Regions from separate parts of the Mus musculus genome. Here region 2 is linked to region 1. The links are chromatin contacts, called in public promoter capture Hi-C maps. All regions are on one chromosome and are shown on one strand. The core of a region is the stretch at or near the end of the contact, and the rest is flanking DNA. Distances in the headings are between cores, read along the strand shown. Region 1 holds the start of Mad2l1bp (MAD2L1 binding protein). Region 2 holds the start of Ppp2r5d (protein phosphatase 2, regulatory subunit B', delta).

Evidence for each region. Promoter capture Hi-C pulls out the DNA fragments that hold promoters and counts their contacts.
Region 2: a contact with region 1 is called in a promoter capture Hi-C map of liver, with 4 times the contacts expected there. The contact joins the promoter of Ppp2r5d here to the promoter of Mad2l1bp in region 1. A contact is called at or near these places in 8 of 39 promoter capture datasets (the HPC-7 cell line, cranial neural crest, embryonic stem cells and 4 more) and 2 of 115 datasets of contacts at active chromatin or transcription factors (bone marrow-derived macrophages and pancreatic cancer cells).

What each region holds. Positions count from the first base shown.
Region 1 is chr17:46,151,371-46,156,237 of GRCm38.p6, reverse strand. It overlaps Mad2l1bp (MAD2L1 binding protein), which reads left to right and starts at 2,687. Exons shown (of 3, transcript NM_025649.3): 1 at 2,687-2,795; 2 at 3,197-3,459. The coding sequence starts at 2,741.
Region 2 is chr17:46,702,412-46,707,278 of GRCm38.p6, reverse strand. It overlaps Ppp2r5d (protein phosphatase 2, regulatory subunit B', delta), which reads left to right and starts at 2,277. Exons shown (of 15, transcript NM_009358.3): 1 at 2,277-2,446. The coding sequence starts at 2,420. Gm52314 (a long non-coding RNA gene) reads right to left here and starts at 1,654. Exons shown (of 2, transcript XR_003952400.1): 1 at 1,571-1,654; 2 at 1-737.

The DNA of each region.
Region 1 (4,867 bases), core at 1,438-3,937:
GGACCTTTGGAAGAGCAGTCATTGCTCTTAACCGCTGAGCCATCTCGCCAACCCTCTGCTTATCTTCTTGATGGCCACTTTCTATCCCTTCTCCTCTTCAAACCCAATGCTAAATTAAATTATATTCATGAGACATCTGTCTTTTGTTTGTTTTTGTTGTTACACAACAGGGTTTCTCTGTGTAGCCCTGGCTGTCCTGGAACTATTGTAGACCAGGCTTGTCTTGAGCTCTGCGATCTACCTGCCTCTGCCTCCCCTGTGCTGGGACTAAAGGTGTGCACCACCATCTCTACTGGATGGACATCTTTCTAAATATCTCTAGAGTTCACTTAATTTCTCACCACCTGCTGGGATGACCCAAATTCAAGTCTCTTTGAATACACATTTTGGGGCTGGAGAGATGGCTCAGGGGTTAAGAACACCAGCTGCTCTTCCAGAGGTGCTGAGCCTATGACTCCAGCACTTTGGAGATACAGGATGGAGGCTGTGGGGAGATTCCAGGTCAACCTTGATTACATAGGGAGTTCAAGGCTAGCCTGGGCTAAATGAAATCCAGTCTCCAAATACAAAAATGAATAAATATATAAAGCCAAGCACAACTCTTCACAACTATAATCCCAGCCCTTGGGAGGCTGAGCAGGGGATCCTGCAGATGAAGGCCAGCCTGAGCACCATGGCAAGTTTGAGGCAAGCCTGTGCTACGTGAAATTCTCTCTCAATAAACAAATGTCCTTCCTGCTAAAAACATCTGTCTGACTACCGTATGCTATAAATTGTATCGTTTTATAGTGCATACAAATTTTCTATTTTTTTTAAATAAATTTTATTTTATATATATGATGAGTAGCCGTCTTCAGACACACCAGGAGAGGACATCAGATCCTGTTGCAGATGGTTGTGAGCCACCATGTGGTTGCTGGGAACTGAACTCAGGACCTCTGGAAGAGCAGTCAGTGCTCTTAACTGCTGAGCTATCTCTCCGGCCCCAAACTTTTAGAGAAGCCTAATGGCTCAGTAATAGAAAACAAAGGCTTAGTAGGTTCTTGTTTCTTGGGAGTAAATATCAAGTCAGTATATATTTCTACAAGTACATCTATTTTATTAGTATGCAAATTTGATTTGGTCTTTAGTTAGTGATAAAATTGTATGTATGTTGAAAAAAAAATTTTAGGAATCCATTTGCGTGTTTGTTAGTCACTTGGGGTAGGCTGGGGTTTCATTTTTTGTAATGCTGGGAATCAAGCTCAGGATTCATGTACTCTATAAACTGATCCCGTGTCTCCAGTCATGTCAATAGCCAAGTTTAAAATGAACTTCTTTGCCCTGCAGTGGTGGCGCTCGCCTTTAATCTCAGCATTTGGGAGGCAGAGACAGGCATATTTCTGAGTTCGAGGCCAGCCTGGTCTACAGAATGAGTTCTGGACAGCCAGGGCTACACAGAGAAACCCTGTCTTGAAAAACAACAGCAACAACAAAGAACTTATTTATTATCGTTACATGTTTGACCTTATAAACCCCCCCCCTTTTTTTTTTTTGACACAGGGACTCTCAGTATAGCCCTGGATATCCTGGAATTCACTCTGTAGACCAGGCTGGCCTCAAACTCTAGATCTACCTGCCTCTGCCTCCCCAGTGCTGGGATTAAAGCTGATATGACCATACCCAGCCATAACATGTTAATGTACTCGCGTCACTTCCCCATTTGTGTTTGTGAGTGAGCCTGTTACATAGTGGTGTAGAGGGACTCTAGTCTCTCCTTTCACTTTGTGGGTCCTGTTTGAACTCAGGTCATCGAGCTTGGCAGCAAGCTTCCTTATGTCTGTGGCATCTCCCAGGATTCCTTCCTGCCCTACTTTGAAAAAGCTTATTCATCCCCCTATGTGAGATCAAGTTCAAACTTCACTTGGGAATTCCTGTCATGACCTTGATGCCGTTTATCTATTACCACCTTAACAATTCAGGTAGGCCTGGAACTCAGGAACTCTGCCTCCTGAGTGCTGGGATTAAAGGCGTGCACCGCCACTGTCCTGCTAAAAACCTTAACTCTTTATAGTATTATAAGGGTCTATGACGGGCGTGGTGGTGCACGCCTTTAATCCCAGCATTTGGGAGGCAGAGGCAGGTGGATTTCTGAGTTCGAGGCCATCCTGGTCTACAAAGTGAGTTCCAGGACAGCCAGGACTATACAGAGAAACCCTGTCTGGAAAAACCAAAAGAAAAAAAAAAAAGGGTCTATGATTTGCTCAAGAAAGATAACCCAGACTCAAACAGTATGTAAACACAAAGAGTGTTTTATTCTGCAGAAGTCCAACATGCTGGAGTCTCCCATTACCAAGATAGAGAGACCCCGAAGTGAGTTCAAAGGCTGGATTTAAAGCACTATTAAGCGAATTCCAGGGAGGGGTAGGTGAACTTCTAGTTTACTTAATCTTGGCTCTATCTCTAAGGACATTCCAGAATGGGGGGTTGGGGGCGGGGTGGGTGCTGGAAACTATTGCTGAGAAAAAAAAAAAAAAAAAATGAAGGCATCCCCAGCCCCAGGGGACGACTGGGTCGCCTAAGTGGGAGGGGCCAAGAGCTCCCCGGCTTGGGTGTGGTTCAAGTCATCTCCAACCTCCACCATTCAGCGGCTGCGCTGAGTCCCTTCTGGCTGGTAAGAGCCGGAAGTGGAGCTTAAGCTTCCCATGATTCTTTGCGGGGCGTCTATTTTAACCGCAGGACGACTAGGCTGGCAGTCGCGATGGCTGCGTCCGGTGAGGAGGATATGTCCGAACTGTCCCCTGCTGCTGCCCCAAGTAAGGCGTGGGATCCATAACTTGGGGACTCGTTTCTTCCCTGCTGCTACCTCCCCAGATGCATTTAGTGGCTGACGTTTCCTCCGTCGTTCCTTTCTGTCCTTGTTCCTGGTGTCCCAGTCCGCCCTATCTCTGCAAGTCACTCCCTCGCCCTTAAGTGGAATTGTTTTTCCTGCCCTGTCCCCTTGGGTGTTCTGCCCCTGATATTTCATACCGAAACATTAGTCTCAGTCTTCTAAAGCCCCCTTTCCTGTCCCTGATGTCACTTAAATCGTCCCCGGCCAGTATCAGGTTTCCTGTCACCTATGGGAGTGTCTGCTGATGGAGCCTCTGGGAACGCTAAGACTAACGCTGACTTTGACAACCCCTCCCCTTTCTTTACCTTTTCACTTATGGACTAGATTTGGATTGGTATGAGAAGCCGGAAGAAACTCATGCTCCTGAAGTAGATCTTGAGACTGTCATCCCGCCAGCCCAGGAACCTTCCAATCCTGCGGAGCCCTTTTGCCCAAGAGACCTGGTGCCGGTGGTGTTTCCCGGGCCTGTGAGCCAGGAAGACTGCTGCCAGTTTACTTGTGAACTTCTCAAGCATATCCTGTACCAGCGCCATCAGCTCCCTCTGCCCTATGAACAGCTGAAGCACTTCTACCGGAAAGTTCCCCAGGTATGTGCAGGCTTTCTGAGAAAATTGGTGGGAAGACTTTGTGGCTCATAGATGATGGGGAAGTAGAAAAGTGACCTAAGATGTCTTCAGCCTCCCTGCAAGTCTAGGCTTTTGCAGAGCCTTCCTTGCCTCATTTTCTCTGCACTTGGGTCTCTCCCTTTTTTCTCTTGTTCTTTTTCTGAGACTCTTCCTATTACCGGTTGTATGAGGATATTATTAGTTCTTTTTGGAGCTGTACTGATGGTTGTGAGCCATCATGTGATTCCTGGGAATCAAACTCAGGACATTTTCTGCCCGCTCCGGCCCTGCTCACTCTGGCACAAGGGTTTGTTTGTTTGTTTATGGTTTTCTTTGAGACAGGGTTTCTCTGTATAGCCCTGGCTGTCCTAGAACTCACTTTGTACACCAGGCTGGCCTTGAACTCAGAAATCCGCCTGCCTCTGCCTCCCAAGTGCTGGGATTAAAGGCGTGTGCTTATTTATTATATGTAGGTACACTGTAGCTGTCTTCAGACACTCCAGAAGAGGGAGTCAGATCTCATTAGGGATGGTTGTGAGCCACCATGTGGTTGCTGAGATTTGAACTCAGGACCTTTGGAAGAGCAGCAGTTAGTGCTCTTAACTGCTGAGCCATCTCTCCAGCACATGAGTTTGATCTTCTTTAATTAATTTTTTTTTTTCGAGACAGGGTTTCCCTGTATAGCCCTGGCTGTCGTGGAACTCACTTTGTAGACCAGGCTGGCCTCGAACTCAGAAATCTGCCTGCCTCTGCCTCCGCCTCCCAAGTGCTGGGATTAAAGGCGTGTGCCACCACTGCCCAGCTAACTTTTTTTTTTCCAAAACAAGATTTCACTATGTAGTTTAGGCTGGTCTCTGAGACCTGGCTACCTCAACTTCCCCTAGGGACTTATGGCGCTGCAGGTGTGCTATACCACTTCTGGCCTTTCCTTAGTCTTCATGGTCTCCATCTGCCTCTCTCTGTCTCTTGTCTGTCTGTCTTTCTGTCTCTCTCCCCCCTTTCCTTCCCCCACCCCCACCCCCATCCCAATCCATGCCTCCCTCTCTCTCCGCCTCCCCTCCCCTCCCGGGAACCCAAGGCCTCTCTGACAGGCTAGACAAGCGTCTTACTGAATTACAGCCCCAGACCTGGACCAGCTCTTTACATTTGAATTTCTTTTTCTCACCACATTTTCACCTCTGTTTCTGGCTTTGTTTTAATGTGTTTTCTTGGGAGGATTTCTAGACCTCAGATTCTAACGATTTTCTTCATCTTCTTCATGTATCAAAACAGGGTTTCTCTGTGTCACCTTGGTTGTCCTGGAACTCACTCTGTATAAACCAGGCTGGCCTCAAACTCAGAGAGAGATCCACCTGCCTCTGCCTCCCGAGTGCATGAGCCATCTCCTGGT
Region 2 (4,867 bases), core at 1,028-3,527, 550 kb before region 1:
TTGCAGCCGAACTTTATGTGTCTCTGTCCCCTGCTTCCTAGAGGAACCAAGGTCTGCAGGTCTAAAGAGGCTACACAGTCAGTGGCAAGTTTATGCCCCAGGACTACAGTGCATCTTGAGGTTTTGGGTATGGGCAAGGACATCTGTTGATCAGCTCCATCAGAGGACAACTGCCTCAGTTACACTTGTACAGATAGGAATATCCACCAGCGAACAAACACCTTTCTTCCCCATGCAAACAATAGTAGAAATGCAGCCTCACTGTGTGCTCCCCTCAACTCAGTGTTAGTCACCGAGCAAAATGCAATTCTGTATGAGAGCCAGGCTCCTCTCCGTGCTGGCCTTACCCTGTGCTCACTCTTGAAGGCACTCCAAGCTCCTACTTGGCTTAAGCTTCCCTGGCAGAGATCACCCGACACCTCCTAGTTGCAAAATCAAAGTGTTCTATTCAGTGTTTAGCAGACTCTACCTGCCTCTGGCCATTGTGACACCAGTTCCCTCTAACCATCTTTCATCACTTAGGAGTCACCCTCAATGCATCCTTTCCCTGATACTGTCTCCCCGAATCCAGTGACTCACCGAATCCCGTTGACTGTACACGTCTCCGGAGCTCATCCGCTTTTCTTCATTCCGGTTTTTAAAGTCATTCACGTGCATGTGTGTGTCTGTGCGTGTGTATGCCACCTATGCAGGTGCCCAGGGAGGCCAGAGGAGGGCAGGGCGTCAGGTTCCTGGAGCTGGGGTTACAGGTGGTTGTGAGCCAGCTGTTGTGGGGGCTGGGAGCCTAGTTTAGGTCCTCTGGAAGAGCAGCAAGTACTCTTAACCACTGAGCCTTGTCTTTTTTTCCATTCTGTTCTTGAAGTTTTAAAATTGTGTGTGTGTATGTATGTATGTATGTATGTATGTATGCATGTGTCTATCAGGTCCCTTGGGGCTGGAGTTACAGGCAATTGTGAAGCAGCTAATGTGGGTGCTGGGAACTGAATTCAGGTCTTTTGGAAGAGCACCATCTTCCCAGCCCCCATCTTTCCCAATATTGGGGCTACTGCTCTTTGTGTAAGGATGATTGACTATTGTTTGGTTATCATGCTCCTGGGGGAATCCAAGACCTCTTTCCTGGGGAACAAACGGCCACAGGCTTATTTGTAACTTTTTAGTTCTGAGAGTTGTTTCTTTGTTGTTGTTGTTTGTGGTGGCGGGTAGGTTTTTTTTTTTTTTTTTTTTTGTCTTTTTTTTTTCTTTCTTTTAAGAGGTTCTTATTGTAGTCCAAACTGGTCTGCAACTGGCTATAGTTAAGGCTGGTCTGTAACGCCTGATCATCCTGCCTCTATCTTCCAAGAGGTGGGGTTACAGGGGCAAACCCATCACACCCAGCTCGCAGATTTATTTTTGATGGACCTCCTCCAGTTCTTTAATGTAATCTATTGGCTACTAGGATAACTAAAATATATTCCTCCATGTCATTCTGAGGTTTGTGTAATTTATGTGATTGTATTTTAATCGTCTCTTAATACGAGTCTGTGAACCTCATTAGAGTGGGAACTACCTGAGGGCAAGAACCCAGTCTTACCCACTTGAACACTAGCTTGGGTGCGGCGGCGGCTCAGGGCTCAGGTAGGGAACGATGAGGCTGCTTTTTCACTTCATTCTCAGTGGCTCCAAACGCAGCTGTTTTACCGATTCCAGCACCCTTCCAGCAGCTACAGGGACCCACGTCTTGAAGCTGCAGCAAACCAGGGTTTCTTATTTTATTTCAGCCCGGTTCCACCGCTGATAGGCTTTCCCCTCTGCTCCTCTGCAACTGTGATCTAGGACAGACTTGATGAATGCCCGGGAGTACCCTTGGGAGTCTTCTCTATCATTTCACGTGTGCAATTTGAGCTACTTTAAATTCCTGTGAAGAAAGGTGCCCTTTTCGTGTTAGGGCCTTTTTCCTCCAGTCCGTACGAAGCAGGGCAGGTAGAAGAGCAGGGGAGAACATGAGAGCCACTTCTGGAGGGAAGGAGCAGAGCTCAAAGGACTGAAGAATAGCAGAGGACGACGCACAAGGCGACGCCGGAGAACAGATCTGCTAGCCAAGCTCGGGTTTCCCCATGGCTCCGCCTCCTCCACGAAGCCCGACCCTTTTCAGGGCGGGACCTTCCACTCCAGCCAATTCTGGGAGCCGAACCCTGGCGGTTTGTACTCTTTCTTTCCAATGAGAAAAAAGGGAAGCTGCTTGGCTCCAATGACCAATCCGAGGAGGCGGCTCCTGGTTCTCAGGCAGGTTTGTAAGAGTTCGGGCCAATTGGAAGCGCAGCCACGGCTCGGCCCGGGCGCAGCGCGCAGGCGGTGGCGAAGAGACGCCGAGCGGGCCGAGTGTGGCCGAGCAGAGCCGGAGCGGGGCCGCAGGAGCCGGGCCGGGTGTGGACCGGCCGAGATGTCCTATAAACTGAAGAAGGATAAGGTGAGCGTGGCCTTTCCCCTTGCGCCTCCGCCGCCGGGCCTGCGCGCAGCTCTGGGAGGGGCCCGAGGCAGGCCCGGGACAGCCTCAGACTGACCCTCTGGTCCGGCCCCCCGCAGCACTCCCGCGGCCAGCCCCAGGGCCGCGCGACTGCCAGCACCCCCAGTCCGTGCAGCAGCTGGGACAGCTCTCCGTCTTTGCCCGGACAGATTTCCCCCCACCTATCCCTCTTCCCTTCCTCTTTGCTCCTATCCCCGGCCCCCTCCAGATCTGCTCCACTCCCGGCTCACTCCCTTGCTTTTTCTCCCCGCCTTTATCTGTCCCCGATCCCCCACGGTTTGGGACAGTGCTCATTTAAGACCGCATTTCCCTCCAGTACTTCCCCCACCCCCGCCCTGAGCAGCCCCTTCCCTCTTCTCCTCACCAGCTTAAAAGACGGCCTCTCCACAGTTCTGTACAGTCCCTCCTTCCCCCCCCCCGCCCCCCCACGACAAGCCCCTGACCTAGAACCGCTCTGCTTTCTCTCTCCTCCGCCCAAATCTGGCCTAGGCCCCTCCCTCGAGTCTTCCTTTACACACAAACTTGTAAGCCAGGACCGAGCCCTTCTTCTGTTGATGGAACCCCAGAACGTCTGTGCTGGAAGGGAGCTTTGGAGCACATGCAGACTAGCATGCTAGTGGTACAGATGAGGAGACTGAGGCCGGGTCAGGGGAAGGGACTTGTCCAAGGTCACACATCCTGCTGGAGGCCCAGCTGCAATATCAGGTCTCCCAACTTGGAGGGCTCTTCTGTGCAAGTGCCTAACTGGCATCAGCTGGCTTCCATGTTCACCCTAGACGGGACTCGGTTTCTAATCTGTTAGAGGCTCCTCCCTGTATTCCTTAGGATAACCTTTGCATTTCCTTTTTTTGCACCAGGACAGGATTTCTCCCTTTCTTCTGGCCTGTTCTGTTTAGTTTTCTTCTCATTCTGCCGTCCAGTACACTCGGTTTCTTTATTATTTGCAGTGGCAGAGATCAGACCCAGGGTCTTGCACATGCTAAGCATGTGCAGTACCATTGGGCTACACTCCCAACCCCACAGGCCATTTCTTGATGTTACCGTCTTTTGCCATCTTTTGCCTCCAAACCACCCTGACCTGTCCCTGCCTTTCCCTTTGTTTGCTGCTCTTGCTTGATCTGTGGTTCTTCTGAGAAGCAGACTCAGCTGGGGAGGCTGGAACTGGTCTTCAGACTCCCCAGCTTTTGGGCTGGCCCCTTGTGTTGGGCTGGCTCTGGCCTGGTCTCGTGGTCCACTCTCCTGATGACCCCAGAGGTGGATTGCATTCATTTTTCCCCTGATGGATGCTGGGCTACCATCTCTAACCATATCAGTCAAACTCTTTATCCCGGGGCTGTTGTGTGTTTGCCAGGAGGCTCTGCTTCTGGGCTGTCACTGTCTCGGTCTGAGAGTTAGATAGAGCACAGGACAGGGGGTGGTGAGCCAGGCAAAGTTGTGTGCCCTACCTGGGTCTTATCCTTGGGGAGTGGGCTTGCCAATGGGCGCCATCCAGCAATAGAAACTGTGCACTCAAGATAGCTAAGCCCGGGACTGGGGCTGTGGAGTTCAGAGGAAGGGGTGATCTCCTTAAGCGCCTGTCGTTTCTAGTCTGTGGACCAGATCCTGTCCCATCTGTCTGGCGGCTGATTGGGAATTAGAGGGGACGTTCTTAGACTTCGTCAGGCTGTGAGTGCTTTGCTTGAGAAAGGGCACAGGAAGGACCGGGATGCGTGGAGGCAGCCAGGGAGGCCTTTATGAGAGCTAATCTCCTGCACTGGATTTTGGGCTGCGTTTGGCCTCCTTCAGGTTCTGAGGGGGAGAGAGATGACAGTGTGACTGAGGTGTACCAGGGTGGAGGCACAGAGACAGGTGGGTGGAGGCCCCTTTATTGCTCATCTGTCACCTGTCCCCTCTCTCCTCGCTATCCTTCCCTGCTTCCCTGGGGAAGTCTTTCCTGGGCCTTCACTTGGGCTCACTTACAGACTTTATGTGTTCAGCCTTGGGTGGGAATGAACTGTGGACACGTTTTATCCTCCTTGAGGTATTAATGAAACTGTGTGCAGGTTTGCATGTCCCTTACACATAGCACATAGTAGGTGCTTCGTAGGCTGGTGCTGAGTCAGTCTTTTTTTGTGAGATGAGCATCCTTCCCTTTTAAGATTGGATTTAGGTCTTTTTAAAAAAAAGGTTTCCTGCATTAGGTACCCCTCCCACTTTCCTGTTCATCGTAGCGGTATTAGGCATTTGGATTTTCTGTACCAGACACTGGGCTAAGGGAAGTGGGTCCTATCATGGTTTTTGTTTAATAGGTGAGGAAGAAGAGGCCGAGAGAGGCTCCTCACCTCCCCACTCGCACATAAGTAGTAAGCGCTGAGGTTAAAACAC